Linked DNA regions of Capsicum annuum: region 2 is linked to region 1. The links are chromatin contacts, called in public Hi-C maps. All regions are on one chromosome and are shown on one strand. Each heading gives the region's core, a stretch centred on a gene start, on an enhancer-like site or on the middle of the called end of the contact. The rest is flanking DNA. Distances are from core to core; before and after follow the strand shown. Region 1 holds the start of LOC107858829 (alpha/beta hydrolase domain-containing protein 17B). Region 2 holds the start of LOC107858831 (protein WVD2-like 7).

What was found. A called contact is a pair of places that touch in the nucleus more often than the background predicts.
Region 2: a contact with region 1 is called in a Hi-C map of leaf, with 3 times the contacts expected there. The contact joins the promoter of LOC107858831 here to the promoter of LOC107858829 in region 1. A contact is called at or near these places in 3 of 5 Hi-C or Micro-C datasets (bud, leaf and placenta).

What each region holds. Positions count from the first base shown.
Region 1 is chr2:101,697,751-101,700,545 of UCD10Xv1.1, reverse strand. It overlaps LOC107858829 (alpha/beta hydrolase domain-containing protein 17B), which reads right to left and starts at 1,491. Exons shown (of 5, transcript XM_016703621.2): 1 at 956-1,491. The coding sequence starts at 1,257.
Region 2 is chr2:101,828,371-101,831,086 of UCD10Xv1.1, reverse strand. It overlaps LOC107858831 (protein WVD2-like 7), which reads left to right and starts at 1,254. Exons shown (of 9, transcript XM_016703623.2): 1 at 1,254-1,474; 2 at 1,672-2,082; 3 at 2,450-2,716. The coding sequence starts at 1,403.

The sequences.
Region 1 (2,795 bases), core at 242-2,741:
CCTCAGTTCCTCAGGAAATACATCAGAAAATTCCTTGAAGCTGACTTTAACCGTCTATTTTACCATCAACCACATCGGTAACAGTTGATAAAAGTTGGAAAATCTAGGGTTAACGATGATTTAGGATTTGAGGATTATAATCCAGTAACTTCCAACGTAGGAGCTACTTAGATGCTAGTGGTACCTCTAGGCGAGTGATGGAAAGAGGTAACGTAAAATGAGTGTCGACTCTTGTTTTCATAATCTGATTATATCCTTGGAAGTTGAAGATTCAATTTCATATACTGTCTACTATCAGCTAATCCTGTTGCCACGAGGCATTAAACAGCAACAGGCCACGACAGAACAACAAATTCGCAAATTCTATATATCCTATATATTTGAAAGTACTCTCAAAGCAATACCAGGATTGGTAATCGTGATTAGGAAATAAAAGCAATCCCAATATCAGAATCTAAAGTGTTAAAGCTCTTGCTTCCATCTACTCAATGAAAAAAAAAAAAAAAAAAGGAAAGCGGCCAGTCTCCCAGGCTGACCCAAAACTAAAAATTTAGAAACTACTAGAAGCTTCAGCCCCACTTTGTGGGATTACACCGGGTATGTTGTTGGTTAGCAAACGTGTAGAATAACCAATATTACTACTACACCTCAATCCCAAATTAAACCATTCAGGAATCCGCATCGGCTATATAAATCATCCACTCCACCCAGCTCTACTTGTACCCAATTCCATTCCAATACTAAAAAAAAAGTTAGTCTTTTAAGCAAATTAAGATATCTAAAACTAGAGGTTCTTTTGTAACACTAAAATATGATCCCTAAAACTAGCATACAAGTCCCTAACTTGCTAAAAATCAAGTTCCTTTTATTTCTATAATCAAGTTGTATATGCCAGCTTTCTCGCACTCAAGACTTTTCAAAGAGATAAAGAAAAGAGAAAGAGAGAGTAAAGTACCCTAAGATATTAACCCGCAAGTGGATGCTCAATTCAATGAAAAGCTCATACATCTGACCCAAATCTGCCGCATTTCCATGTGAATACAATAGAGTTGAGGCAGCCATAGGATGCCTAACGTGCATAGCAACAATCTCAGTACCTTTACGAGTTGGCAACTTAAGTACTTCAACATTTTCACGATGAGGATAAGGGCTAAGCAGCAAAAGACCGGTCAGATCATCTTTAATAAGCTTGTATGAAGGTGGATTTGGTGGGAAAAATGCAAACTTGGCTGCCATTGATGAAGTTACCCCTCCCATTCTTAAAGAGTTTTGGGTATTCTTGGTTGTTAATTAAGATTGAAATTAAGTGCTTGAAATGGAAATATTATAGATAGGAAGACTCATTGATTGTGGATCAATATTCGTAAGTATATTTCTCTTTTAGTAGTAATCGAAATTCTAGAAGAGAAAAGAACTTTACACTCTGGATATTATTTTTACTCATGTTGACGACATACACTAGACGACTAAAGCCGACAGAAAACGTGGAATATAATGTGGTTATTGGTCGGTTAGGGTCCCCCTTTATCTTCTCTCTCCATTTATCACTTTCATCTTTTATGATAGAATCACTGAGAATTCATTGTATGGAGTATGTATGGTGGTGTTTGAATAAAGTTTTACAAAAACTGTAAATTTGTTCAAAAACTTACCCATGGTAATGTATTGTCAGTGTAAATATTACGTTTGTTTTAGTTGTTATATATATTGTTGATCATATTTTATTCTTTATACCAATATCTTTTTATAATAGTCTTATCTCGTGCCCTACTTTTCTAGCGAATTTATTCTTCAATTATTGATACGTGAGATTAAATTCATGTCATCCCGGTTAGCCAGCAATATCAAAAACTATATTTCGTTGAGCTATTTTTTTTTTTTTTTTCCAAATAGAAAAGGAAAAAGGGAAAGAAAGGTTAGCTTTATGTCCTCAGTGATTCTAGTTTGATCAAGGAAACCAACAAAAAATAAATTTGCCAAGGACATTACAAATTTAGTCGAGAGGAAGAAGCTTATAACATCATAGTCGTCTGTCTATAGTTATCTTGGCAATACTGAATTACTGATCTTCCAATATGCTAGTTTCAATATCTGGTTCATTACTTTGGTCATTTGATTACAAAATATACGAAAACCAATAACCCTTAAAAGAAGATTTTGCAACTTCATACTGCTTGCTTATATTTACTGAGATTTGGGAGCTAAGATTTCCATGATGAAAGACCTTTTAACTCCTTTTAAAAAGATGGGGAAAATGACAAAGATACAGGGGGGAAAAAAAAAGCCCCAGGGGTATGTGTGGAATGTATAGGAAAGCAAGCCACCAACCTCATTTGAAAAGCAAAAGAGGCAAGTGACTAGTTGGGCAGGACGTCCGGAATTACATCAGATTGAGTTAAAGTGGCATTAAAGAAGGTAATATGTCTCTTCCCCTTAGCCTAAAAAACTGCTGCTAATCATTTGTTGAGATTTTCTCACTTAAAAGAGAGTTGATTCATCCCCTTTTCTTTCTCTGGTCACCAAAAGAAGAAAGATGATAGCTCATTCATTGTACCTACCACCTGCTTTGTAGTAATTTAGGCGGAAAGAGTACCGGGTCTTTTTTTCTATGATGGGCCCACAACAGTTTTCACGCACCTCAACCAACTTTTTATGGGCACCTACGACCAACTGTCAACACAAATACCAGGTATCTCTGCCCATCAAGGGTTGGACACAGATGAGAAGACACTATCTAGTCTCACAAAACCAAAGGATGCATTTAAAAAAATGAATTATCTTGCCTCTAGCACAAA
Region 2 (2,716 bases), core at 5-2,504, 130 kb before region 1:
GAACTGATGAAACAGCACAAGATACGAATGGACATGGTCTTGTGATGGCCCCGTTGAGGATAGGCATTAGATGTTATGAAGACAAGCTTGAAGGAACGATAGAGCAAAAACAATGAACATGAATGGAAGATACTAATTCTCTCTTGGGTCATTTATTTTGTTTCCAAAGAAGATTCGAAAACATGTTTGATGACTGGTATTCTCATTCATTCTAGCCTCTTTTTCACTTATTGAAGACAAATTCTCTCTGAGACCCCCATATCCAGCAACTGTAACAGCCAATATTTTCTTAATTCAAAGCAAAGTAGTACAACTTGCCATATGCTTTCTTCCTTAAATCATTGTTACTTTTTTATTTTTGGCGCACAGAAGTTATTCGTGTCTAACATTGTCACTGCACTGTAGATTTTCTGAAGTACAGCAGTAGCATGTTGTGAGCATGTGAAAAAATAGTATTAACTGTACTATTTGCTAATAATGGTATTTGCTTGGGTCCATCTATTTGATATGGCGCTTTCACTCTTGGTAAGTTTTAAATGGTTTCCTATGCTAAGCTGCTACTCCAGTTTTTCACTTGAAAAATGACATAATAACAACAGGTGGTTCAACCAGTTGCATTTGTTGTTGCAAACACATGAAATTTCTCCTGTCAATTTTACAGATAGCAGTCTTATGTAAAATAAGCACATCTTGGGAAAAAAAAAACTAATGATGAGAAACACAAACAGTGATCCCATGTCCAATCACTTGCAAGAATATGCTGGAAAACAACATTCTCCGTTTCCTTAGCAGTGTGTTTTCCTCTTATTGCTCTGCAATACAAGTCTCACATAGAGGCGCCATCCTCTAATATGATGATTAAAATTTACCTAAACGCTGACAGAAAACATACAAAATCAAAACTATTTTCTTCTCCAAACGTCACTGTAGATTTGTTGCTCATACTATATTTGGATTATTTACAAATGAAACAAAATACTCCATTCGTTACAATGTAACATTCGTCATTCAACATAATCAGAAAATCATCTGCCACATGCCATTTTCCGAAACAATCGAAACTTTGAAGTATATGATACAAGGCCCCACCTTCAACTGAAAAAGACCTAAGCTTTCTGTATTAGTCAAGCAAGTAGAATTTCCTTTTTCCTTTTTTGCCTCAGCTAGCAGGGGGGCCTACACCTTTAAACAAAGTTTCTCTTTTACACTTTTTTTTCATTTGAATTTCAAATTTAAAACGGCAAGATCCATATAACAGAAAAGGGGCATGTGAGAGAAAATGATTTATGACATGCTAAGACTTTTAAGGGAAACAACAACAGAACAATAATCGTAGTAAATTTTTCTTGAAACATTCTTTTACTGTTCCAGTTCCCTAGTTTGTTTTGTTGCTTGTCCTGTAATGGGAGATTCAGCTCGTCTTATGCATGCCTTCTCTTACACTTCTGCCTTACCACCCAATGAAGCTAAACAGGTACTACATACTATTATGACTTTGTTTCACTAGAGAAAACAAAATATAAAATAAGTAAACACATGAAGAAGTAACCAGACTGTACGTAAAAAGAGTATAACATTGTATATACTATGTAATCTTCTGAAGAACAATCTCATCTCTGTGTCTCCTTCTACTTCCTTGTTTTATTTTATTTTTTCTCGTTGTAAATTCAGGGCCATCGCATGCGTGCTCTAGGTGAGTCAATTTCTCTTGGGAGATTTACTTCGGAGTCATTGGCATGGGAGAAATGGTCCACATTCCCCCACAAGCGTTATGTTGAGGAAGCAGAGAGGTATGCACAGCCAGGTTCTGTTGCCCAGAAAAAAGCTTTCTTTGAAGCTCATTACAAGAAAATAGCTGCCCAAAAGGCTGCAGCTTTGCTTGAACAAGAAAATACCCAAGAAGGTGCCAATACCCTAGCAGTAGATTCCAATGTCAATAGTTCCTTGGAAGGATTTGCTGATGTGAAGGAGAAAGAAAATGCCGCTCCTTTAACTCGTGTAGCTTTGGAGATAGAATCCAAAGAAACAATTTCAGGATCAGAGCCTAGTGAAACATCTCATACAGAGAAACCTTTGCTGAAGGTAAACATGTTCTACTCACACCTGTGGTTTTTACTTGAATTTCTACTCTAGATATAGTAGATGTCATTGTTACTGCTAGGATCAAGCGCTTATCATCGTGCTAGACGTCATAGCTGATAGAAATGACATGCAGCTTTACTTCTTTACCAAACTCATCAGCTAGGCCTAGCACCATGTTCGACCATGACTCCGCCCCTGGCCACGCCTGCCCATCACTTGAACTCACAATGGCAGGATTTGGGCGTTACCCAATAGTTACCCTTGCAAATGAGATTAAGAAGTTGATTAATTGATGGTTTGATTAACTGATTGATTGATCTAAACTAATATGCTAGTGTATGGAGACTGATTTTCTTCCTTGATTCAGCAGAGTTCCAGCTCTAAGCAAGATGATGATGTTACATCTGCGACGAGCAAGAAAAGATCAGCTTTTTCTTCATTCAAATCATCAGTTCACTCTATAAAGTCTAAAATTCCACCTTCACCAGCTAGGCACAACATTTCTCGTCATGTCAATTACAATAAAGAAAACAATTTCACTCCAATCACAAAGAATCCCACATCAGCATTCGCGAGTGAAAATAAATCAACCTCGAAATCCTTGAGCAAATTGATGAATTTCACCCCTTCCAAA